Regions from separate parts of the Mus musculus genome. Here all the other regions are linked to region 2. A link is a contact called in public promoter capture Hi-C data. All regions are on one chromosome and are shown on one strand. The core of a region is the stretch at or near the end of the contact, and the rest is flanking DNA. Distances in the headings are between cores, read along the strand shown.

Region 1 (5,143 bases), core at 71-2,570, 1.4 Mb after region 2:
GGGAGGAACGGAACGGAACAAAAGGCAGCTGCAAATTCTGCTTGTTGCTACAACCTTACAATGGATATTATGATCCTCTTAGAAATTATAGATGTGTGTTAGTGATAGATTCATTAGTTTTTTAAATTTTGTGTTTTTGTTTGTTTGTTTGTTTGTTTGTTTTTCTTTTGTTTTGATTTTCATTTGAGATAGGGTCTTTCTACATAGTAATATATATCTACATAGTAGATATATATATCCTGGAATTCACTAAGTAGATCAGGTTGGTCTCTACTCACAAAGATCCTCCTGCCTTTGCCTCCTGAGTGCTAGGGTTAAACAAAGGTCTACACCACCATGCCCAGCTAAACTAGGCATCTTTGAGAAACAAGATCATATTTGACCCTTGATAGACTCTTGAGTCTAAATCTTTTAATACTATACTTTTGGAGGCCGGTGGAAAAAAATTAAATGGGGACTATATTTTTTAAATATTGTGGCAACATTAAATTTCTTAGAAATTATAAACATGTTGTAGCTAGTATATTTATAATTGCCAACAACTGGGGCTAGAGAAATGGCTTAATGGTTAAGAGCACTGACTGCTCTTCTAGAGGTCCTGAGTTTAATTCCTGGCAACCACATGGCTGCTCACAACCACCTGTAATGGGACCGATGCGCTCTTCTGGCGTGTCTGAAGACAGCTACAGTGTACACATACATGTAAAATAAATAAAATCTAAAAAACATTGCCAGAAGCTTTCTTTTTTAAAAATATTTATTTATTTATTTATTTATATGCATATGAGTGATCTGTCTTCATACATTCCAGAAGAGGGCAAAGGACTGCATTACAGATGGTTGTGAGCCACCATGTGGTTGCTGGGAATTGAACTCAGGACCTCTGGAAGAGCAGCCAGTGCTCTTAACTGCTGAGCCATCTCTCCAGACCCTGGCAGCAACTTTCTACTCCAAATAATGAGTTTACTGCTGAAACATAACTTCTATGAAAACTCCCACTAAGTCAAAGCTGGAAGTGAAAAGGGCTCTCATCAGTTTCACCATTACTGGGGACACTGATATGAAGACGTTCACCATTACTAGACATCTGATGGACAGCTATAGAAATCTGAGATCAGCAGATGTGTGGCTAGCACTGAAGCCCCAGCACACAGAAACCTCATCCCAACCATTTTATAACAGGTGATCTCATGCTGACTGTGTTTTCCTGCCTGCTGGCATAGGTAGATTTGAAACTGGAATCTCTAAGAATGTGTAGACCTGTGTCAACACCATTTTGGCTTATGCACTGGGTATGAAACAATTAAGTACCAACGTAAACAACATGAATTCCTCAGAGTCACCTTTCATCCACAGGACATGAGGAAATCGTTCATGAAGTCAGAGCCTGACAAGGAAGCTCGATAAGACTTTGACACGATAGTTTTTGTGCCAGTTTCTAGTTGGAACAGTGACAACGTGATGAAGCTAAATGTCAATATGCCTTGTCTCCAGAGCTGGAAATTCACCCATAAAGATGGCAGTGCCAGTGGATGCCCACTGCAAAAAGCCTTGGATTACATTCTACCAACAACTTGCCTAGCTGTTAAAGCCTTTGAATCTGTATTTACAAATACAGTTATTTAAAAATTACTGGTATCCATATAGTCCCAGTAGACCACGTGGTGATCAGTATTTCCAAACAGCACGGTGGTTACCTTTGTTCCAATTAATGTCACAAGTGAAGTCTGTTGAAATGCACTGTAAAGCTTTGGGTGAAGGTCTTGAGAACAAATATGCTTCAGTGTCAAGAAAGTGTCTCTAAAAGATGTTCACCATGCAATGTTACTAGCATTGCTAGCAGCAGGGAGCGGACACAGGCCCACACTATCACCCACAGAAGCCTGAGGAATTCCCTTAATCTTTTACGAACCTCAGTTCAAGTAAAACCAGATCCTTGGTTTCAGAAGAAAAAGTAATTTCAGGATAAGCCAGTAAGAAGCAGAGCTGGGCTTCATTTAAAAAAAAAAAAAAAAAAGCCTACTGGGAAGTGGTGTACAAACTTCTAATCCCAGCACTTGAGATCCAGTGGAAGGCAGATCTCTGAGTTCGAGGCCAGCCTGGTCTACAGAGTGAGTTCCAGGGCAGTCAGGGCTGCACAGGGAAACCCTTCCAAAAGAAAGAGGGAAAGAAAGAAAGAAAGAAAGAAAGAAAGAAAGAAAGAAAGAAAGAAAGAAAGAAAGAAAGAAAGAGAGAAAGAGAGGAGAGAGAGAGAGAGAAGTCATTGCAGGAAAAAATAAAACATACCCAAAAGCACGCTTGTGGGGTTCTCAAGAAAGATTTGTAGTTTATTAAAGACCTTTAAATTCTTTATAACATCTTCATTTATGTGCTTTGTTCATATGGGTGAACATACTAACCATGGTTTGCACCTACAGCTCTCTCCTTCCAACATGTGGGTCCCAGATATCAAATTCAGGTCAGCATACTTGCCAGTAGGTGACTTTACAATTGAGGAACTTTTCCAGTCCATTTTTAAAAACAGGTTCTCAGGATATAGCCCTTGCTGGCCTAAAACTCAATATGCACAAAAGGTTGGCTCCAATTTACAGATCTGCCCATCCCTGCCTCCTAGGTATTAAAAGGAGAGAAGCTTGGGGGAAGACTAAGGTATATACCCAAGTATGGGTCTGGTTAGCAAGGACGGTCACAGTTAAGTATCTTAGCCTCTCATACATAGTGGTAGCTTTCAAAGGGTTGCTAGGAAACTTGATTTTCCTTGTTTTGTCTTTCAGATAAATGATATTATAGGGTAGCTCTGGTAGTGACTTAGATAGGATTATTATAATTTGATAACAGAAAATCAGGAGTCACTGGGGTTTCATAAAGTAAAAGAATATGTACTATAAATAATCTGATGAGGTTCCAAGAACGTTGACCACTTCCAGCTGGGAAAGGAGAAAGGCTGTAGCAAGCGTTGTTAATTCTGTCGGGATTCTTGATTCTCAGCTTGTGAGAAGCCTCTGAGAAGAAGGCTCCTTCCCACGTCTCCATATTGTCCCCACCTTCCCTCCTGTCTCCGTATCAGTATTCGTGACTCACCAATGGAGGCAGCTGGTTTCACTGCTCAGGTGATTATCTTGATGTCAAGACTAGCAATGCCCACACACTAGGTAAACTTACAACTCACACTGCTTGCAAGTTTGTTTGAGCTAAAGGAAGAGTTCAGTATCATTCTGGTGAGATACTAGAAGATAGCTCTGCATTCCTAAAAGCTGGTACCTCTGGCAGCTTCCCAAGCAAGCCCATGTATGTTGAGCAACTGTCCTCCCTTGGGTCATTTTATAGTTTATAAGACAGACTACTATCGTGCCTGCCATCAAAGCATGGATGGGAGGGCTGCTGGGGTCATCAATATTTCCCAGAATGCTCAGGAGGCTACATTAACACTGCCCCCAATATTGACCACAGTGTTAATCAGTGATAGACCACCTCAGAAATGTTTAGCTTAACTAGCCATTGAAGTGAAGAACCTGTTAATATTAATAACACAGACCAAAACCTTCAGAAGAAAAAAAATACCTTATAGACCATGGGCTTGTGTGTAGCAGTTGTAGGTATTATTAGTACTTGAGCTCGGACACACACACCTCAGACATGAGAAGAAGGCATTGGGTCTCCTGGGGCTGAAGTTGTAGGTGACCATAAGCCATCCACCATGGGTTCTGGAAACTGAATTCTGGTCCTCTGCAAAGGCAGCAAATGTTCTTAACCACTGAGCCATCATCCCTCTATATCCTTAATAGGTATTTTCAATGACAACCACTTGGTCAAAATCTGTCCCAGAAGTCTGAGACCAATTAATACAAAGCTTAAGGAGAGGAAAATATCACCAGCGTTGGTGACAGAGAAGACTGCCTAAGGAGACAGGATGTTGGCTGTATGTAAATGTAACTTTTACTTGACAGAAGCAGTTGTCATCTCAGAGGCTTTCTAGCTCTTTCTGAACTCTGGCTGGCTGGTTCAACTCAGCTGTTCTGGCTCAAACTCCTTTCTGGTGCGTTCTGTCGAATCTTTCTTAGATTCATCCCTTTGTCTGCTCCTTTATAAGATGTCACTTTCAAACATGGCTGCTTCCTTCTACCAATTAATTTTACCTTAAAGGGATGTGCTAAGAACTTATCTGTTTTCCAGCCAGAGGGATTAAAGCTGTGCGGCAGTTCATTCAGACTTAGGTCTCTGGATGTGATTCCTTGCCAGTGCAGCTGTGCTCCTGGATTAAAGGCTGGGGTGGGTGAGTCTAGAAGAATGAAACCCTTCCAAGCCAAAGCCGTACAGCAGGTGAGAAATCAAAGGCCAAGACACAATGCTACTTTCCAGTCATTCAACAAACCTTAGATGAAGGAAGCCCAGGGCACAGAGGTCAGTCTTCCTGCCTTGGGGCCTTTACTTTCTAGTGGAAAGAGTGGAAGAGATGAGAAGGTAATTCTGAGCTACAGAGGATCCTGCAGAAATGTCCTAAGGCTCTGACTGAACCCTAAGGCTCAGAAATAGTGGTTGTGATTAGAGTGTCTACATCCTTGGGCCCAGTCCCTAGCCCACACTTAAAACCAGGCGAGATAAAAGGGAAACACTGTTGTGAGGTGAGGCACACACAGGTGAAATGAAGAGGAGCGGGGAGGCGAGGATGTCAGCTGTGCCTGTGAGAAAGCAGCAGCGGAGAAGGCACCAGGGGCGAGAGGGGGCTTTAGAACATGACTAGAGTTTAGGGTTTATTCTGAATTTATTAAGCACAGGAATGACATGAACGGAACCAGGTAGTAAAGGACTGCTTTGGTGTTTGTGTTAAGAATAGAACGTGACACACGGGCGAGAAGCAGGTAGCCCAACTAGGAGGCCCCTGGACCACAGCTGAGGTGCACAGAAGGGTGAAGCGTGTGAGGAGCACCCTTGTCAGAAGCAGGTCTGAGGGCACCGAAAAGGAGAAGCCTGGCTTGAGTGAGTCTAAAAAGGTGGAAAAGCAACCGGGAAGGAGAGAAAGACAGTAGCTGGAGGAGATGCACAGACAATCTGACAGAAATAGCCCACTGTGTGGTAACTATTAATTTGCATTAGTTTATTGGGATGGATTGATATATTATCAGTTGGTGCTAACCATTTATAT
Region 2 (5,257 bases), core at 283-2,782:
AGAAACAGTTTTAAAAGCTCAGTTTAGCACACCTATTATACGAGATCACAGTTAAAACCTGAACTACGGACTTGTTTTCTCATCCTCAAAGCAAGGTTCTCAACCTCCGTATTATCTAAGGAGCCCTGGATTTAATTCTGAATAATACTCATAAAAGAAGCACAACTACTGCTTCTAAATGTTAGTTTTAAACTTGAGACTTTTAAAGGTTCGTGTATATGTGTTTTGCTTGCATATATATCTCTGCACCACGTGCACGCCTGGTGCTGGAAAGGTCACATCGCCTAGAGCTGGAGTTATGGATGGTTCCGAACAAAGATGTGAGTTTTGGGCATTCAACTCTTCCTCTGGAAGAGCAGTCATGGGCTACGTTTTCACCCCTCCACTGTGTGGGTCCCAAGACTGACACTCAGGCTGTCACACTTGACAACTACCCTTATGGCTGGCTGATCCACACTGCTAACTTTTAAATACACACTACCATAATAGTCAGAGCTATACCTCTCAATGGCCACTTTAACAAGAGATACAAGTTTTAGATTGAATTGTACCTTAGGTTCTCTGTCTTCTCCCGTCCTGTAATTCACAGCTAGCAAGGGGCATATGGGTCTACCCAACTAACAGCCACAAGACAACTCCAAAAAGGTTTCCAATTTCATCTGAACGAAAACAAGGAAGTGCCTTTTGGGGTGGTGGTGTTCCTGTCAGCTTTACAGTGGGGGGTGGAGGGGGATGTATTTGTTGAATCAAAACAAAACTGCACACCCAAACGCTTGGCAAACACTTCTGGGTAGAGGGAAACTGGGCACATGTCAAAGAAGACAGCTGACAAGCGCTTGGATGGTTAAACCACAGGAACACTTGGTAGCAAAGCAAACGAGGTATCCATGACAGGTAAGAGGTCACATCTACCAACGGCTTCCCTGCTCTGAGTACCTCACTCCAAAGACTTACAAAGTTTAATCTATACACCTGACTGGGAAACTTGGCCAGAGAAGAGTACCGGGATGTTGAATAGAACCCACACGTTCAGAGAGCATCCAACCACACCCAGTAGTAAGAGGACCACTGGATAACGAGTCCGAAATCCGGGATTCGAGCCCCGGGGACACTAACTTTCATCTGACCTTCACTCGGGGCACTTCTCTTTAAGGTAGATCATCAGGAAGGGAGGGACCCCGGCGCAGAGCTGCGGGTCGCAAGGCCGAGCTGGCATGCGGATACCCAAGGGCTTACGGGGCTCGGGAAATCGCTGCTCAAGACCCCAGGTAAGGAAAGGTGTCGCCAACCTGCCCTGCTCTGGAAGGTTCTCTGGCACCAGTACCTGCTTCCCCTGCCAGCCCAGGACTGCAGGGACCCGAGGGAACGGTCCACGCCCCAGGGCTGCGGCGACCCGCAGCAGCCGCATGGCAAGCCTGGAACAGCCACTTCCAAGGCTCCTGCTCTGAGGTGATCGGTTGTGCTCAGCGCCGGCAGCAGAGCGGGAAGAGCTCAAAGTCACGCCGGCAACCGGAGCCGCAGGAGCACTTCCGGGAGGAAGGTCAGGAGGACGGCCAGAGGAAGACAAGGGAGAGGCACCTCTGTCTGAGCTCGACGTGGCGCGCGCCCTCTCCTGGTCAGGAGGAGAAAGCGTAGTTTATGCAGAGGATTGTCACAGGGAGGTGTCATTACTACGGAGGCAGGTACTCTGGTCCCTTTGTCTTTAAAGGAAAAAAATAAAAATTAAAAAACCATCTCTGTATAAAAAAAACAAAAACGTGCCGGGTATGGCGTCACACATGTCTAATAAGAACACTTCAGAGGCAGAACTAGGCGGATCTCTAATGAGTTCCAAGATAGCCTGGTCAGCAAAGAATTCTGGGCCAGACAGGACTAGACAGTGAGAACCTGTTTCAACAAAACAAAACAAAAGCTGCAGATTTTAAACATAGTTGTTTTACCTGCATGACAATGGGAAAACGTTTATAACAATTTAAATGGAAGGAGTACACAAAAATGTATTCATTACTACAGCATCAGAGAATCTGGGGGAGGGGCTGGAGATACGGCTCAGAGGTTAAGAGGTCTGCTCTTCCTGAGGTCCTGAGTTCAATTCCCAGCAAACGCATGGTGGCTCACAACCATCTGTAATGAGATCTGGTGCCCTCTTCTGGCCTGCAAGGTATACATGCAGGCAGAAAGCTGTATACATAATAAGTAAATCTTAAAAACAAATACTTCAAAGAGACTCTGGGGAAATGAGAGTAGATATATGTTGGATTACAAATAAAATTTTTCAAAACCTTCTTTATTGTTCATCAGTAATACTAGCTATGCATCTTCAAAACTGCACCCGTGGCGCTTCTGTCTGGGCTTCTTAAAGGCCTCAAAAACGTTGACATATCTAAAACAGAGCTTCTAGTCTTCCCCAAACCTCCTCATACAGTCTCCATCTTAGCAAAAGAATCTCCGTCCATCCAGTTGACCTAGCCAAAGATGGCAGTCACTTGCTGGCTCCTGTAATCTAAGCCTCTCAGCATATGCGAACCTCCCATTTCCTTCCACCTCTCCACAGGGCTATTTCTTCCTGGGGTTACTGTGATGAGAACCGGGTTGATTTCACGGCTTTTGTCTTTCCCGGTTTTTTTTTTTTTTTTTCAGTAAACTCACACACTGACTAAAAGGATCTTCTCAAGCCAGACCATATTCCCTCTCCGCAGAAAATGATCTCCTTACTTTAGTGTTGTTAGGCTGGAACCCGTGCTCATCACCCCCCGACACACCCCCCCCCCACACACCCCCCAGCTACAAAACCCTATGTGCCCTCCTTCCCCATCCTACCACACAGAAAAAGCTCCCTGACCCCTCAAAGGAAACTACAGCCTAACAGGTCATCATCTTCCTGATTCCCGCTACCCACCTGGGAGTGCCTGCCTGGGCGCTCAGCTTTTTTTTTTTTTTTTTTTTTTCTTTTTTCTTTTTTTTAACCTTATATGGGCATAATCCCATGTTTCATCACCACACGGCCCAAAACTATAAAACCTCCTTGCTTTATCCTGGGCGAATGACTTTACTGACCTCCACCTGATAGATTGGCCAACTCGCCAGACTGCTGCCTTTTAATAAGCCTGCCTTTATGTTGTTTTTTATAAACAGGTGGCAGTGATCAGGCAGGAAGGAGCAACTCAGCCGGCCGAGGTGAGGTGTTCCCGCTGAGGAAACAGCTTAGTATAAGAGGAAGTTTATTGGGGGAAAGGAAGGGGGCCTGGAAAAGGAGTACAGGCAGAAAAAGTGGGGGGATAGAGAAGGACAGAAAGAAAGAAGAGCGAGAAAGGGAGAAAGGGTCCAGCTGTCCAACAGGAGACATGTGGGAAGGAGAGGGAAGAGGTCTTCTTATATGCCTAGCTCCTGGATCATACCTGGTGAGCATAGATGCAAACTGTTGCAAGGTAACTGTTGGGCAGAGCCTAGAGCTGTGCTAACGATTTATACTTTTGATTTGACTTGAATTGGTTCATTTTGTTGGCAGAGAAACCTATTAGGTACAAGTTCAATGTTTTTCATAATGCTCTTTGGGAAGGAAGTTCAGCTCTCTTTCCAGGATACTTCAGCCCTGTACAGGTGGAGGCATTGTTAGCCGAGAACAAAGCTTGGGGTCAAGGCACAGTGACACTTCTTTCTGTACTTTCTTGTAGAGGAGGAACATCAGAGGGCTCTGTGTCTGCAGTATCCTTCTACCTTCAACTGTAAACCCGGACAGAATAAGACATCCAAAGATGGAACACTGGTTCCAAATTCCCAGTCACTGATGTCTACCCAACACTCTTGTTCCTTAAGTCATTTGTCTTCTTAATTTGTACACCTCTGCCCGACAAGTTTCAACAGCTCCCTCACTCCTTTCTACATCTGCACACATCCTGTTCTTTCTCCCGTAGTTCATTGTATTTAATATCTATCATGATATCACATGATAAATCACCATGATGTCTTTCATAACTCTTATTCTTGTAAAAAAAAAAAAGCCATGTCAGAACCATTCTTTAATAACATCAGCCCAACTCACAAATGTAGCATTGGAAATGCTCTGTACCTTTGTTGGCAAGTATTACCTAGATTCGGAACAACCAATGATAACCTTTGATTATACCTGTGATTTGTACAGGTGCACAAACTTGTACAGCCGTTTTGGAAATCAGTGTGGTAGCTCCTCAAGAAGATGGGAATTGATCTACTTCAGGATCCAGCCATATCACTCTTGGAAATAGACCCAAACGTTGCTTCATCCTACCATAGAGACACTTGCTTATCTATATTCATTGCTCCTCTATTTACAATAGCCAGGAACTGCAAAGAACCTAGATGTGCCTCACCAGAAAAATGGATAATGAAATGTGCAACATATCCATAATGGAATATTCCAACTTTAAAAAAAATGAAATAATGAAATGATGGTAAAGGATGGGTCTAGGTAAAAACCATCGTGAGTGAAGTAAGCCCGAAAGAGAAATGTGGTATATATTCACTGATATGTGAAGAGTAGCTAAGTCAATGCCAATGACACTACAATCTATATAATATCACAGAAGTTGTGAATAAATAAAGGAACTAGAGGGAACAGATAGATCTCAGAGGAAAAGGAGTATCGAGTAGGGAGGGAAAGAGGAGAGGGAGATGAGGAAGGAATATGGGAGGAGACAGCTAAACTGAAGGGCCATTTGAAGGGTATTCTGGAATTCTAATAAATTAGAAACCTAATATAGACATATATTAGAAACTGAATCTGGGCTTGGTGGCAGATGCCTTTAGTCCCAGCAGTTGGGAGGCAGAGGCAGGTGGATTTCTGAGTTCAAGGCCAGCCTGGTCTACAGAGTGCATTCCAGGGCAGCCAGGGCTACACAGAGAAACCCTGTCTCGAAAAACAAAAACACAAAACAAAACAAAAAAGAAAGTGCTCTAAATAAAATCTCCAAATAATAGCAAAGACAGTACCCCAAACTGGCTATCTTTCGATATCAAATAAAATTTCCAGTTCATCTAATTGAGTGGTTGGTCAAAGGGGTCCCCTGGAAGTCAGCAAACCACCTCGGCTTGCTATTAAGACTATGTATTGTTCTCCACGAATTGCTGAGGACAACACCTAGGGAACTCATTGAACATGGAGAAATCAAGCTGGTGCCTACAGAGTCTTCACCCCAATGTTCTAGTGTAAAGGAAGGTACTCTGCATGCTACCAAAAGAAATATAAACACCAGCCCAGCCACAGACCCATTGATTTACA
Region 3 (5,409 bases), core at 227-2,726, 1.1 Mb after region 2:
AAGCGTTTTTCAGTAATGTTTTGAGTAAGTGCCTAATAAAGTTTAAGAAATAAAGATACTCATGTTATTAAAGAGGAATTACTAGGTTCCCATTCATAAGCTTCAATATCCTGCTTAATGGATTCCATACAGTCTAACAGAAACCCAGTGAATGAATTATGGTAAAGCAGTTCACAAACATTATATGGTTTCCTTTTTTTTTAAACTTTTGTTTCCTCTCCGTGAAATAACAATGAGGCACGTAGCTTGAATAAGGTCATTTCTTATAGCAGAATGAAAGCATTAGAGGGACTCTGGTTGTATTTTAGCCTACAGGCAAAACCTCCACAGCTTTATGGTCAGACAGTGCCCCCTTGTGGAAGATGTAAGGTTAGTAGGACTGAACTGCTCTGTGACTGGGATCACTGGCAAAGCTGAAAGAGGCACTAAGCAAAGGTCAAATCCTGAGCCTCTTTGTAAAGAGCGTCCGTCGTGCTGGAAGAAGACACTTTACAAAACAAGGATGGGCGCACAGCCAGATAGGAAGGGGAACTTGGGCCAGTCAAGCTGATGGTCTCGGTTCTAGAAAACTTGACTCACTGAACGATAAAGAGGCACAGCAGAATGGAGAAGGAATGCCTTTGAGCTCAGCCTGTCTGGGTGCAAATCTTAGCTGAGAGTAACTATGACTATAGGATGCTCCGTTGTTGCTCTAAGCTTCGGTCATCCTACCTGTTATCAGATGTCCATTGGTACAGATCAGAAGTATTGTGAGGGCCAAATGAACATGGTGCGCGGAAAGTGTTTTTAGGGCAATGTTTCTAAAAATATCTATTACCTTACCAGAGTGCACTTCAAATCAATGAAAGACACTCAGCTTTTTGTTTTTAAAAATGGCTTTTACATACATGCGTTTCCCAGCCACACAAGAAAACCCATGAAAGTGTGGGACTGGACATGCTAAGCCTTTGTGTAGGACTGTTTGGGAGACAGAAACCAGGTTGATTAGACCTACAAGCATGTGCGCATGCGTGTATCTGGAGCGTATGTAGACTGAGGGAGAAGGCTGGTTAGTGGGTCAACGCACTGTGTCGGGTAAAGGCAGAAATGACAATAATCAGTCAAGGGCCTCAGAAAGGGCTCAGGAGCCATCCTCTGGGAGAACACAAGAGGGTATTCTCAAGCAGCCAGCGCCTCCACTCAAGCACCGACACAGCGCCAATGGGCAAACAAAAGAAAAACAGGAAGACTGTGGGAAGCTTATCTTTTAACTCCCTTAAATGTGCCGCTACCAAGAATAATTCAGGGGTTTAAGAATGTCGAAATGCCCTAAGAATCTCAAGCTGGGGGGAGAAACTCTTGGGCAAGGCAGGCAAGTGGCTTGTGCCTGTGGGCTGAGGGCCTCACCGGTCCTGCCCAACCCTTCAGAGGAAAGCCTGCTGGAGACACACGAACAAATGACTGTACCACAACTCATTCTCACGAAGCCTCCCCAAGTTGGACTTCACGTGCCACTTTCCTAAAAGAGCAATCTGATGGGAAATGACACTACACTTGACTAGCACTTGGAACTCACTCTCCCTTAACCCCCACCCCACAGCTTTAATCACTTGTAAGGAGTGAGTTTTTTTCAGATTTCCCATTTTAATAAAAGGCAGTTCAAGTATCTTGGCCTGGGTCACATGAACTACTGTCTTGCTCTCTGGCTTCTTGCGGCTCCTACCCAGCCAGCTCCTACTTCAAGGTTGGTGACATTTTTTGATGGGTTTCTCTCTCTCTCTCTCTCTCTCTCTCTCTCTCTCTCTCTCTCTCTTACCTGTCAAGCATCAGTGAGAAACCTCAAAAGTGCAGTTAGATTTTGACATATATCTATTTGTGCTCCCGGGCTTTCCGCTGGAACGCCAAGGCCTCCTTCCAAGGTTCTGTTCCTTTGTCCTTATTGTTCCAGCATGTCATCCACTCTGCCTGAGTCAATCTCCTCCCTGTCTGCAGTTACCTCTTTTTACTCTCAGGAAATCATATTTCATGTTTTGCTTCAAAAGTCCTAGGTATTTTAATGACTTTTTTATTCTTCCTTTTTGTCTCTACTTCTTCCTTTCTGCCAAGGCTGGTCCTACCTGTTGGAATCCTGGCCCTCGACTCCTTCCCTTGTGTCCCTGTCTTAGTTAAGGTTTGCATTGCAGAAAGAGACACCATGACCAAGGCAACTCTTACAAAGGACATTTAATTGGGGCTGACTTACAGGCTCAGAGGTTCATTCCATTATCGTGGCAGGAAGCACTGCTGGCAGCTTCCAGGCAGGCATGACCCTAGAGGAGCTGAGAGTTCTACGTCCTCATGCAAAGGAATCCAGGAGCAGACTGTCCTCAGGCAGCAGCTAGGAGGAGGGTCTCAAGGCCCACCCCCACAGTGACACAATTCTTCCAACAAGGCCACACCTCCTCCAACAAAGCCACACCTCCTCCAACAAGGCCACACCTCCTAATAGTGCCACTCCCTGGACTGGGCATATTCAAACTATCACAGTCCTGTTCCATCAAAGGACCCCTCTTAGCCTCATTTATGTGATTTTTCTGTCTTGTTTATGATACTAGCTGTTGTGATTTGAATGTGAAATGACCCCAGAGGCTCTTGTATCTAAACACTTTCTCCACAGCTGGTGGTCCTGTTTGGGAAGGCTGTAGAACATTTCAGGATGCCGAGCCTCCCCTGAAGAATTGTGTTGGTGGAAGTTGGCCTTACGAAATTTGGCAATCCAATTCTTCCTTCTCTTTCAGATTCCTGATACAGATGGCCAGGCTTATCTCCATTGACCACTGCCCTTAAGCATCCGATGGACCTACCTCTCCCGAGCACTTCCTTGGGAATTTCTGCTAGCCTCTATTCAGGACTCATTTTTCCTACCCCTCATGGAAAGTTTCTGTGACCTGCAATTGTCTTTATTGACACACTCATTCCTCCATTATCCTCTATTTTTGATTTCTTTCTATTCTTTCTGTCTCTCCATATCACTTGCCAGCCATGCAATAATCCCTCCAAGCCCCAGCTGTTCTTATGCTGTCTTGTCTGCCTAAACCTTACCTTGCTCATGATGCCACCCATTCTCCATGCTCTTGGCTGGCTAAGTCCCACTGGCTTTCCATACTTAAGTTTAGCAATTGTTTCCTCCTGAAAATGTCATCTGATCTCCCTGCTGGGGTTGAATATCTATGCCTCCAGGCTATTTCTTATGCCAAAGTTATTACATCCTCTTCACTCACTCACTCACACACACACACACACACAAACACACACACACACACACACACAGAGAGAGAGAGAGAGAGAGAGAGAGAGAGAGAGAGAGACAGACAGACAGACAGACAGACACACACACACACAGACACACATACAGAGGCACACACACAGATATGAATCAAACATATTTGAAAAAGTATTTCTAGTGATACATCATCTAGAGATCCTTTAAGGTGTGTAGGAGGGTCACAGCAATTATAAACAAACATGATACTACTTTGTGTTAATTGGAGCATCTGAGAAGTTGAATATTCTCAGGGACACCCAGCTGTACTTCATAATATGATCACCTCTTGTCTTATCTCTGACCACTCCAGTTCCGTATGTTCCTAGCACAAAAAGGCCCTGATGGATTAGGTCACAAGTAAAGTTCTAGAACCCAGTAACGGCACATAGCTTAGCTTTCCTAAATGTTGTTGGAAAGAAAGCCAAGTAATAGTGTTAAAGTAATCCAAGCTTAGATATACTGTGCTTGATATATCTAAGACACAGTTCTAGGAACTTGAGAAGCACACACTCTTATGCCTTGTTTAACTCTCCTCGTATGCCCATAAGGTGTTTACTACTATGTCCTCATCTTAACAGAAAGGTTAGCTGATGGATGGTGGGAAATGCTCTCTACTAAAGAAAAAAAAAAACAAATAGCTGTTTCTGGGCCAAATGCAGCCAGCTGTCTGACTTCAACTTTGATCAGCATACAGCAGCCCTCACAAGTTCATGGCAACTTCTCCATTAGAATAGGGAGAGCTCAGTACTTTTGACAGAAAATATATAAGCCACATAGAATACAATTGTGCTATAGTGGACTTTCATAGGTTCATATTGACCATGAGCCCAAAACGTCTAGCCTTGTCTAAAACATGTTGTTGGAAGGGATAACTCCACTACTCTCAAACCTATCTTCAATTTTATATTTCCATTTTTATTAATAGTGTGCTTTAGTAGTATATTAAGCACTGCATATGATGTAAAATAATTTTCCTTGGTTGGAATTATTTTTATTGGAAATGGGTATTTTTGTCATACAATATTTTCTGATTAGTTCCCATCTCCCACCTCCTCCCAAAACCTCTCCAACTCACCACCCACCCAAATCCATACAATTTCTTCTTTTCTTTCATTAGAGAACTGACAAGCATATTAAAAGGGGGGAGAAAACTAATAATAAATGAAAATAAATGAACAAAGGGAAAAAAACAGAAAGAGCACAAGAGACAGACACACACATTTCACAGACACACAAAAATCATCAAAACATAAAAACAGAAACCACTGTATATAAGCAAATTACCTGTAAGGTAAAGAAGAAAAGGCCCAGACAAGGCATTTTGAGGGCAAAACTCTCCAAAAATACCATTGAGTTTGTTTTGTGTTGGCTCTCTACTGCTGAGTATGAGCCTGCCTTTAATTGTGGTACTTTAATTGTGTCTGGATTAAGGATGGGGGCTTGTGCCACTTCCCCTCCCATGGCTGAGATCCCACTTGGCTTAGACCTGTGCATTCTGTTGCAGACTGAGTTCATATCTGCATCAGTCCTGCTGTGCATAGAACAACTTGTTTCCTTGGCATCTTGCATCCCTACTGGCTCTTACAATCTTCCTGCCTTCTCTTCTGCAGAGTTCCCTGAGCCCTGAGGGAAGGTATTTGATGGAGGTATTCCATTTAGGACTGAGTGTTCCAAGCTCTCTTATTCTCTGCATATTATCCAGTTGTAGGTCTCTGTATTTGTTTGCTTGTGATTATTTTTAAAGTTATAACCTGGCTATTCCTACCTTAGATGATTCGAATCCTGAAAATGCCTATGATGTTGACAGTTTTGTCTTTTTAAATAGATTTAGCAAATGGGGTCTAAAGACCCTGCTTTGTTAGGATCCATGAGCACTCACATGGGTCTCGTTAAGAGCCCACCATCCTTGGCTTTCTGAGGAAATCCCTAGGGTTTTCTGACGCTTCATTCACACATTTCTACATTTCTACATGATGCTTCCTTTAAGATAAGTGTTTTGTAGTCAGAGATAGCATAGTATATATAGCTTCCTTTTCAAATGCACAAGACTAATACCTATGGCCTCAGCAGCAATGGGATCTAGAATAGCCAGCTAAGTATTGCCATTATCTTCTGTTTTGGCCTTG
Region 4 (5,270 bases), core at 1,202-3,701, 1.5 Mb after region 2:
ACAGGGGAACCAAGAATGTTTTGTTTTTCAAGACAGGGTTTCTCTGTGTAGCTCTGGCTGTCCTGGAACTTGTTCTGTAGAACAGGCACTACCCTCAAACTTAGAGACCCACCTGCCTCTGCCTCCCAAGTGCCAGGACTAAAGGTGTGTACCACCTTTACAGGTAGGAACCAGTAATGTTAAAGACAGGGTTGTTCCTTCAAACAAGGGTATATAACCTTCTATCCACCCAGAAGGCCGAGAGCAGATGTGACTAATAGCCTGGTGACCTTTTCTGCTGTGTGGCCAAGACCACATCAGATCTTTCTCCAGACCCGTATCATGAGCATGTCATTTACAGAATTGATCATTATGGAAGGTGTCTCATGTAGTGAATCTACAGAACCCATCTTTATGGAAGATGTCACGTGTACTTTACAAAGAGTTTTGATGGAGTCACACCTTAAACTTTATTGTCCACATGGAATTGAGTTAATTATCACCAAAAAAGTTTTCACTAAATTGTGCCGACCCTAATATATGCATAGAATTGCACATTGGTGGTGCAGCTATCCAAATCATTTCTGCTCCTTACCCATATTCCTGTAAGTAACCCTAATAAAACTCATTGGTTCACCAAGTTTGCACTCTGATGGTATCCATACTTTGGTCTGTGGTAGGTTCCCTATCTGAGGTGAGTAGTGTCTCACTAGGAAAAGTTTTGTCCCGACATACCTGTCCCCTGGACTTGTGTCTCCTATGCTGTCACAGAAAGTTTGGATATGAAATGCCTGCCACATACAGACCCTGTGAAGAGCTTGTCCTTAGTTAGTAGCACTGAGAGGTGATTTAATCACAAAGGCAAATACCTCATAAATGGGTTAATCCGACGATGAGGTCACAGCTGGACAAGCAATTAGGAGTTGGCAACCTACTTGAGGAGGGAGATCCCTGGATATATTCCCCTTTCTCTTTGTTGGTGGCAAGGGATTTGTTTTTACCAAGGTCTCACACCATAAAGTTCTGCCTACACAGTCCTACAGGTATAGGGCCACATGGCTGTAGCCTGAAACCTCAGAGACCATAAACCAAAATTAAACCTCATTGTGGACTTTCTAGGTAATCTGTCAGTGACAAAAAGCTATCACAATCATAAAATTTTTGTTTTTGAGGCTTTAGTTGAGTACTGGGATTAAAGGCTTGTGCCACCACTTCCTGCTCTATATAGCTTTTGTTTGGAAGAGGTTTTGTTTCATTTTGAAGATATTATATAGCTCTTACTGGCTTGGAATCAGTCTGACCCTCTAATCAGAGATCCACCTGTCTTTGTCTCCAGAGTGCCCGTCCCAACACACTTTGTAAAAATGAGCTGTGAAAATACCTTGCTTTGGTGACTAAGATGTATCCAAATTTTCAGTGCGCTCTATAGGTCCAAGGTTAAGACACTTTTCAAGAAAGTAAGCTTTAACAAAATAACAATTCCAACCCTTTGTACTGAGTCAGGAGATTTTTCTTTCTCCCTAAAGGCCATCTCAGAGGATTAAGCTGGAATAAAAAGATCATGGGAGGCCAGAGGCAGAAGGATCAATTGTTTCACGGTCGACCTCAGCTTTTGGGACTTTTAGTATGGATGGAAAAAGACCACAGCTCTCAGCCAGGCGGTGGTGGCGCACGCCTTTAATCCCAGCACTCGGGAGACAAAGACAGGCGGATTTCTGAGTTCAGGGCCAGCCTGGTCTACAAAGTGAGTTTCAGGACAGCCAGAACTATACAGAGAAACTGTCTCGAAAAAAACAAAAAAACCACAGCTCTCATCTTAAAGGGAATAAATGATGGGTTATCCTGGAGCCATTTTGATTGACCATGGTCCCGGAACACAGATTTAGGTTATTCCAAACTCCATGTAAGATGAGAGCTGTGTTTTTCTCTTCATTGACACAGGGATAGTTACTTTCTCTCCACTCTGACAAAAACCATCTCTTTAAGACGAGACTCCCCAGCGCAATGAAATCGCCCGTGTACTGTCCTCGCCATAAACCTATTTTTGGAACTAGGGATTTTCCAGATTACTGTAAACCCGGCGAAGTGAGGTCAGGGCTAGGCATGCCTTTCTAGGCTACACCCCGACACCCACGCGCGCTCGGAGCTTTCCGGAAACCCCAGGCGCTCAAACTGGGAAGCTGCCCGGTTCAGAGTCACTTTGTTACACTCCGGTGTCGCCGACCGCCGGACTGTCACCAACGCGCAGACCGTGCAGGGGTATCGGGGCCGACTCACCAGGCCAGAGTCCGGGTTATCCGGTGACTAAAGCCATTACCACCCCTGAGCCGCCAGCACCCTGCCCCGCCCTGCCCATCCGGACCCCTCCGCCCGGTGTCACCGACCGAAGCGCGGAGGAACTCGTTGGCGCGCGCGGGGAGTGGAGTGGGGTGGGGTAGGGCGTGTCGGCGTGGTGACGTCAGGGCGGAAGCGCACGCTGCGTGCGGCGGCCTGGAAGCCGGCGGTCACGGGAAGATCCGTCGCGCCGAGGACGCTGGTTAGTCTCGCTTTGGGTTCCGGCTGCGTCGGGCGTGCGTGGAGCTCGCTGGAACTATGGCGTCCGGGCCTCACCCGACCTCGACCGCTGCCGCCGCCGCCGCCGCTGCCGCCTCCGCCTCGTCCGCCGCCCCGAGCGCGGGCGGCTCCAGCTCCGGCACGACCACCACGACGACGACCACGACCGGAGGGATCCTGATCGGCGACCGCCTGTATTCGGAGGTGTCGCTCACCATCGACCACTCGCTGATCCCGGAGGAGCGGCTCTCGCCTACCCCGTCCATGCAGGACGGCCTGGACCTGCCCAGCGAGACGGATCTGCGCATCTTGGGCTGCGAGCTCATCCAGGCCGCCGGCATCCTCCTCCGGCTGCCGCAGGTGAGAACCCCGGCTGGTTGCGGGCCTCTCCGCCGCGGCCAGGTTTCTCCGGAGCCTGCGCCGGGCGGCGGCGGCGGCGGGAGCTCGGGCGGGCGAGGGTGGGGATGCGGGGGCGGGCGGCGCCGCGCGGCCCGGGCGGGGGAAGGGAAGCGAGCGGCCGCACAAAATGGCGGCGGCGCCTGGTGCGGGCCCGCCTGACCCCGGCGCTTCCGTTCTCCTCTCTCGTCTGCAGGTGGCGATGGCTACAGGGCAGGTGCTGTTCCATCGGTTCTTCTACTCCAAGTCGTTCGTCAAACACAGTTTCGAGGTAAGCGCGGCGGAGGCGGACAAGAAGGGATTTCTTCATCCGGAAGCGGGGAGGAAGGGGGTAGGAACCAGCTTTTCCAGAAAGGGAGTGGTTAGCTTAGGCCTTTGTACCTCGTTCCCACCCAGAAGGAAATGGGGCCCGTAGAGCAATGTTTCAAGAACTAGAAAATGGATCCCCAGTTCACGTGCTCTGTTAACCAAGAACTACGTTTTCAAGCCATTGCACAATTCTAGCAAGAGGTAGCTTGATTCTGACCCAAAATTAAGAGCAGTTGAGCAATAAAACGTAAGAGCTGGTCTAAAAATGTCAGCTTCGATTTTATTTCGCTAAAAAGCCCGTTGTATCCTAAAGAGGGTTCTTTGCCGGTCCTTGGTGACCCACATCCTTGGGCAGGCAGATGTACATACAGATGGAGTTCCTGGAAGCCAGGACTACACAGAGAAGCCCTATCTAAAAACAAAACAAAATAAGGGTTGTTAGACTTTGTTAAACTGTTTCTAGTTTAACTTCACTTGGATTTTTACCTGGGTTCTTTCAGATTGTTGCTATGGCCTGTATTAATCTTGCGTCAAAAATCGAAGAAGCGCCAAGAAGAATAAGAGATGTGATTAATGTATTCCACCACCTCCGCCAGTTAAGAGGAAAAAGGTAAGATTGGCCTGTTGAACATAGTATCTCTTGCTGTACTGTGCACCAATCATCCAGTCAAAACATCTTCTCCCCTCCCTCAAGTCAGTGTGGATGCAAAAGAAAGCGGACATTAGGTGCTGAAATTCACGTAGGAACATTGAAACTTTTAAAATCCCCTCCATTAACCAGCTATCTGAAGTTTGTAGAGACAGTTGCATTGTGGACAATTCTAGAGTGCTGTGAAGCCAGTCCCTTGGCTTAAGATTAAACAAGAAAGGGAGTACGGTTGGCTCAAGTGGGAGTGTATTCTGTAAGTTGTGTTTCCCCTCCCCTCTCTGGAAAACTGAAGGCTGGACATGTAAGCCCTGTAGTTCAAGTTAATGTTGTGGCAAAGTTCCGTGTAGGTCGTTTTTCTGCTTGGAGTCCCAGTTTCTTCATCAATTGAGGTTGGCTTTTGTTAGAGTACTTCTCAACATTGAACTACGATATATCGCATAATGCCGCATCTGAAAGGACTGGAGGATGATAAAGTTTGAAGTCAAAGGGATTGAACAGGTATTCTGTTTTGGTCAGATGTAGTCTCAGTGAGTTCCTTAGAAAAATAACTCATTGAGTTGCTTCAGATAGGGCTCTTTATTCGATCTTGTAAGAAAATAGAGTCTGAAACAGTATCTTTTAGGTGTAGTGATACCCTGGTAACTTTATGTGGGCCTATAAGGCAGTACCAAAGCTTGTTGCAGTACTCCAGGCTCTACAGGTGATTCTAGGACAGGCTGATGGATATTTGTGGTGTAGATTAGTTTCTAAGGAACTGTGAGCTTGGAAGGAATTTAGCTATGACAAGATAACCTGTTTTGGGAGTTGGGTGTTGCTTAGTCCTAATGCGTATTGAACATAGGTAGTCTTTATTGTGGAAGCTATAAGTTGGTGGTAGTGGAAGTTTGAAATGAGTAACACAGTCAATTTTTATAGCATTTTTTTCTCTATACTATTCAGCCCCATCTTTTCTAACTATGTGCCCAGATACAATTTCTTCTGTTTGAAAACATTTTTAGTTCTTTGTGAAGAAAGTTGAGAAATGGGGGAGTTTCAAATTAGTGTTTAGTATGTTCTGAGCTTATACTTGTATTTTAGATTACATGGCTGATTTTTTTTTTCAGGGTGTTTTTACAAAACACTGAAATACAGAATTCTTATTTTTAGTGAATAAAGGAACATTTTCTAGTAGTATATGAGTTGTTGAGCCAACTATAATCACATGATCGTTTGGTGTTTTTCTGTGGGACTTCTTCCTTCCTAGGTGTCAGAATAGGATCATCTTTTTATAAAACTTCAAAATTTAAAATAATTCAATCTGACTGGCTTGTATTGGATATAAACTTCATTTTTGATCATCATTAAAGAGAAATTGATTTTGTTTCAATGTTTCAAATTTGATTAT
Region 5 (5,255 bases), core at 684-3,183, 1.1 Mb after region 2:
TTCAACGCCAAGCTAAACTATATAGAGCTCTAGGCCAGCTTGGACTTCACAGTGAGACACTCTCTCTACCTCCAAAAGTTACTCATAGACACTAGTCACTGAGGAGCATTTAGTGCCTCTCTGTACTTCATCCATTTAAGGTTACCTTAGCGTTTACTCCCTCTCTTTTATAATGGAAGCATCTTCTTCTCACCTAATGGTTCAGAGATAATGTTTCCATTTGTTTGTTTCATGTTGTACAAGAATAGAGGGAAAAGTAGGGTCATAAAAAACTCTGTAAGACCAAACAAATTAATGAAACTTGCATGCACCGAAGGCTCTTGTGATCAGATCTCTTTGGGTTTCATACCAAGCACTGCCATCCAGGTCTGCGGGGGGTGGGGTGGGTGTCCAATGGAAGTACGAGAGAAGTGAACAAGTTGAGAAGCCAGATGTAAGGTGCACTGAAGGACTGCATTCATTTTCAAGCCCTTCCTCTCCAGTGCAGTCAGTGGAGGGCCACGGCTGTCACTCAATGGGGACATTTGTCACAAATGTGTCCTGGTGACTCTATGCACCCACTAATGCTTAAGGTTTGCTTGTGAGAGAGTCTAGCTACACACCTAGATCAGGACAGTTCTGTTGGGCAGATTATCCCCTATACACACACACAGACACACACACAGACACAGACACACACACACACACACACACACACACACACACACACCCCGGAAGCAGCAGAAAAGCCAAGCCAAAATCACTCCCATTATGAAACGTGTTGGCACACATGGAAGATGTATCTTTAGGAGAAGCTGGCTTAAGGACTCAAATGAACTCACTGGGGTTTTTTAGTGGCAATACGGCAAGAGCAATATGACTTGATATCTTCAGGCGTCAAAATAGGCAACAAAGATTATTCCCACTGAGATCAAACATTTACCTTTGTTGTTTGATTGATTTGGAAGGGTCCATATGTCTTCCCTAAATCACTCACTATGATTCTCTGGTTAGCTAGGAGCAATTAGGGCTCATCTTGTGTGTACGCATCAACTCTATCCAAAGAATGTGGATTCCCAAGGGGAGATTGAGGGCAATTTTGACTAGAATAATGGGATGCTTGGTGGCAAACAGGAAAAAATAATCCACACTATCTGAATATGGCTTTTGTAATAATTGCCAGTGACAAAGACATACAATATATTTGGTTGTGTACCTTATACCTTGTTTTCTCCCTCTGCTTTACCCCAATGCGCTCACCCAATTTGGCTAAAAGCCCTAGAAAGTCTCAGGAGTATTCTATGCAAGCAAAAACCTCTGATCAATAAAGGAAGCAAGCCTATTTCATACCTGTTAGGGGAGAAAAGAGCCTCCTGATGTATCGGTCCACTGGGTACCACCAATTAATTTATGCATTAGAGGTATTGCGTTCTCCTTAAAAGTCAGAGATCTGTGGAAACATGGGGTGGGTTGTAAGAAATCCCCTATCCATTAGATCTGAGAGACAGTTCCATATTTGGAAGGTAAAGAAAATGAGCAATTTCAATGGACTCAAGAAGAAACCCTGCTGGATTAAAAAACATTCCTAGGGTTTCTTGGGATGTTCCAGACAGTCTTTCAGTGTCTCACTAGCAATACTGATAGAGTAGTTAGAAAGCTGCTCCTTCGGGCACTTGCTACATGGTATTTTTCTTCTATCACGTTTGACTTAAATACCGTCTCATTCCATGACCCCCACCTCTTTCACACATGCCTGCCTAAATGCCCCAAAATCTGATATTAACCTAAAACTTCCTTGATTCTTTAAAGTGGGTTATTCATTAACGGAACCTAAATTACTGGTTGGTAGCAAATCCAATTCTTTTACACTACAAATTGGCCTCCGAGAAACTGCTGTAAGTCTACAGAGGAAGTCAGGGACCCGGTGCCAATTGTTAGATCTAAAACAGAAGTCTGGAAAAGGGAAGAAAGTTACTCATTCGCCTGATACCACACGGTGAGTCCACAGGAGGGACTCAGGCGCAGCGCTGCATGACAAGCTCACAGGGACGTGCCAGCAGCCACCGGCAGGACAGGCAGGCGCTGCAGGGCTGCCTCTGAGCGTGGTCCTGGGTCCCAGCTGAAGTGTTCCAAGGGATCAAGCATTTGCCTTCTGTTGCCTGCACCTGCCAGTGTCCCGTGCTAGGAGGTATGGCTGTCTTCTTTCCTGTCCCTTTGTTCAGCAGGAACAAAAGTTAATCAAAGTGAGGGCCAGAAACTGCAGGCAGGCAAGAACAGAGGAGGGCTGGGAAAGTTGAGCAGAGAAACTTCCAAGGGCTGGCTGATTATGCAGATAAAGTGCACCTAGAAGCTGTGTGCGTGACTGTTTGTGTGTGTACATTTCAGTTTTTAAGCTAAGAATATCTAATTCTCTGTGGGTGGTTAAGACATGTCCCTAGGCCCCTAGGACCAGATAGCTGTGCTGGACACTTACTGTGTACATATTGTTTTACTCCATAACTGCGGTCTTCTTTCCACATATGCATTCACCATGAGAAGCCTTTTGCAATGAGCAGGGGAACAGTCCCTGCTATTGTTTTTTTGCAGAAAGCTAAGTAGGCCCATTCCAGTCGGAGGCTGGACACTCATCGGTGCGGTTCACCACTGCTGCTGTGTGCATATTACAAATCATGATCTAATATAGCTACTTCTTTGGTCTTTCAAATGCACATTCAAATTGGTTTAATGATCAACAGTTGGGTTCAATGGCATCCTTTTTTTTTAAATTTAAACTTTATTAAACCTGGGAAATGATTTGAATTCTTCATACGGCAGAGTAATATTGGAAATTTAAATGACAAAGTCATACACTCAGCACTGGGTATCCTCATGGTTTGAGAATTTGGGCTTGTTTCCTGGGAAAACAAGCCCAATAGAATTTGAATATGGATTTAAAAAACAACCAAGATATATGTTTCTCTAGAGGAAAATATGATCTGCTAAGTCAAAAGTTCCAGATGAAAATGGACATACTTATGAATTCATCCGGAAAGGCTGTGCTTTAGAAAGTTTGTTAGATTTGATAAGTTTCCCCTCATAGTCCACGAAGGGAAACACTTCTCCATTTGTTTTCAAAACTCGCAATTTGTATTTAAAATTACACATGTTGAGCTTTTGATAAATAGATGGTAAAATTGCTATTTTATATGTTCTTACAATATGCATGCTACAAATTTGAACTGTCTGGATTCTGACAAAGCCCCTCAGGTTTGAGTATCTTAGAACTGTTTAGAATAATCTAGCGGTGGTGGCTTTTGGTACAAGTAAAATGTAGCATCATGCCACAGAAGAGGGTCGCAGAGCTGCCGGGAACAATGGCCATCTGTGGGAAGGGCCGAAACAGATTCGGGTGATTCCCATGGGAACGCCTGTGGTCTTTTCACACTGTGTGAAAAAGATGTTTCTTCAATAGAATCTTTAATCCTTTCTTTCAAGTGAAAAAAAAATCTATCTCGGAAATTTATTCAACGTCTCATAGCATCCGAATGGACCTGAGTTAGTCAATAGGCATTTTTATCTCAGGTAAATTAAATGAAAATGTTTTGATGCAGTCATGTTGCTCAAAGTATAACCCTTGCTATCCCAGAATCTCCGGAAGCAGGGAATCAGTCAGACCTATTCTCACCTGAGTTGTAAGGCGGAGGCTTGAACACCTCAGAACAAATTGGCTTCCTGAGCTAACGATCAAAATCTTCCCCTAGAGACCTGTCTGTGTTCTGAGGGCACTTTTCCAACCTTAGAGGGACTGAGCCCTGTGTTCACTCCCATGCAGCAGCATCTACAGACCCATGATGGAGTAAATTATTAATGTATTTATAAGTGAACAATGAGTATAGGTCAGCTAGAAAAGTTCTGGCTCCCTGGAAGGGCATTCCCTTCAGCCCGGTAAACAGCTGAGTAAATATTACACTAATATGGAAAACACAGGGATTTGGATTACCCAGCCATGAAAAGTGTAAGATACATTGCACCCTAGTCTGTTTCTGATCTGGAAACAAACTCAGTCATCATTAGGCCATGGCAGAGGTAAGAAACACCACAGTAAAGCGTCTTCTCCAAGAAATAAGAGTTGTCCCCAAATCTACAAGAACATAGTTAAGTTAGTGAAATGTGTATGATACACATGAAGTTTACCCAGACTTACGATTAATGAAAAGTACAACTAAAATACAGAAATGACAGCAACAGAAAATGAAACAAACAAGCAACCCTATGTGCCTTCATACCAATAACTGAGTTTAGTTAACCGTACCATGGAATTTTGACTTTTAAAAGCTATGATGTAATAATATGCTGATGGGAAATTTTCTATAAGAATAAAATGCTCAGGCTCTGGGGTTGGTGGCGGGGGTTGGGGAAGTCGCAGGAGTTTTAATCTACCTACTCAGGTGCTAAGGTAAGAGGATTGTGAGTTCAAGACCAGACTGGCTACAGAGTGAGCTCAAAGCCAAGCTGGGCGATTTAGTGAGATACTGACTGTCCCAAAATAAAAAGTAAAGCCAAGGCTGAGGATGTAGCTCAACGGTAGAGTGCTGGCCTAAGGTGCATGAGGCCTTAGGTTTTATCTCCAGTACAGAGAAACAGTAGAACGCTCCAAAGGACAGAACTGATGTCACTCATGCTTTATACAGCCTGGGAGAGGCAAATTCACTGCCCAAGTCTTCACTACAGCATGGCGTAGCCAAGACTGCAGAGCAGGTTTCTTCAGGTGGTCTTAATGCTTGATCCTCTGGCTGGTGTCTATGAAATGTCAAGTTCCAAATGCTACAAGCTTGAAAGATTTAAGAACACTAGACAAAATTTAAGGATTTCAAAACCAGCAATCAGAAGACTAAAGTCTAAAGAACTCTCTCTTCTAGTCCATTGAAGAGGGAGACTTGAGTGGTCATCTTGTAAGCAGGAAAATTACGAAGAAAAACCATACTTTGTGGGCAATGACAGGCACCTCCACTCTGTCACAGAACTCTTGGTGTATACAGCTCTGCCTGTGTGGACAGGAAGAAGTATGATTGAATGCCAAGTGTCTGGGCAGAGTTGTGGCACTATTCTCTCAGAGCATTGTCTGTATCTCCTGACCCTCCTTTGTGGGGAGCCTTCCCAGGAAGACATTGTCTATATTTTGTTATCCTGAAAGTAGATTTACCTACAGGAGAGGTGCCTTCATAATCTGACTAAAGGAGGAGGGTCTGATGGCCAAGAGACCTACCATAGGAGCAAATTGTGGATTTAAAAGAATA

Evidence for each region. Promoter capture Hi-C pulls out the DNA fragments that hold promoters and counts their contacts.
Region 1: a promoter capture Hi-C map of liver shows a contact between it and region 2, with 4 times the contacts expected there. The contact joins the enhancer-like site here to the promoter of Gfm1 in region 2. A contact is called at or near these places in 4 of 39 promoter capture datasets (hippocampal neurons, liver and pre-B cells).
Region 3: a contact with region 2 is called in a promoter capture Hi-C map of hippocampal neurons, with 12 times the contacts expected there. The contact joins the enhancer-like site here to the promoter of Gfm1 in region 2. A contact is called at or near these places in 15 of 39 promoter capture datasets (the 3T3-L1 cell line, 3T3-L1-derived adipocytes, the C10 cell line and 10 more), 1 of 484 Hi-C or Micro-C datasets (embryonic fibroblasts) and 5 of 115 datasets of contacts at active chromatin or transcription factors (astrocytes, differentiating embryonic stem cells, embryonic forebrain and 2 more).
Region 4: a contact with region 2 is called in a promoter capture Hi-C map of pre-B cells. The contact joins the promoter of Ccnl1 here to the promoter of Gfm1 in region 2. A contact is called at or near these places in 4 of 39 promoter capture datasets (hippocampal neurons, liver and pre-B cells), 6 of 115 datasets of contacts at active chromatin or transcription factors (astrocytes, embryonic forebrain, extraembryonic endoderm stem cells and 3 more) and 1 of 9 other capture datasets (embryonic stem cells).
Region 5: a promoter capture Hi-C map of neural stem cells shows a contact between it and region 2. The contact joins the promoter of Veph1 here to the promoter of Gfm1 in region 2. A contact is called at or near these places in 4 of 39 promoter capture datasets (embryonic stem cells, hippocampal neurons, liver and 1 more) and 1 of 9 other capture datasets (embryonic stem cells).

What each region holds. Positions count from the first base shown.
Region 1 is chr3:65,985,433-65,990,575 of GRCm38.p6, reverse strand. It overlaps the pseudogene Gm19024. Among named protein-coding and RNA genes, the nearest start is that of Ccnl1, 30 kb to the right of the region's middle. Within about 2 kb of position 1,320, at least 27 of the 459 cell types and tissues checked have an H3K27ac peak or open chromatin away from gene starts, as enhancers often do. A contact at or near this core is called in liver, where this site is marked.
Region 2 is chr3:67,426,390-67,431,646 of GRCm38.p6, reverse strand. Gfm1 (G elongation factor, mitochondrial 1) reads right to left here and starts at 1,532. Exons shown (of 18, transcript NM_138591.2): 1 at 1,325-1,532. The coding sequence starts at 1,408.
Region 3 is chr3:66,327,003-66,332,411 of GRCm38.p6, reverse strand. No RefSeq gene overlaps it. Among named protein-coding and RNA genes, the nearest start is that of Veph1, 33 kb to the right of the region's middle. Within about 2 kb of position 1,476, at least 4 of the 459 cell types and tissues checked have an H3K27ac peak or open chromatin away from gene starts, as enhancers often do.
Region 4 is chr3:65,955,430-65,960,699 of GRCm38.p6, reverse strand. It overlaps Ccnl1 (cyclin L1), which reads left to right and starts at 2,451. Exons shown (of 11, transcript NM_019937.4): 1 at 2,451-2,892; 2 at 3,125-3,199; 3 at 3,738-3,847. The coding sequence starts at 2,572.
Region 5 is chr3:66,293,515-66,298,769 of GRCm38.p6, reverse strand. Veph1 (ventricular zone expressed PH domain-containing 1) reads left to right here and starts at 1,933. Exons shown (of 14, transcript NM_145820.3): 1 at 1,933-2,167.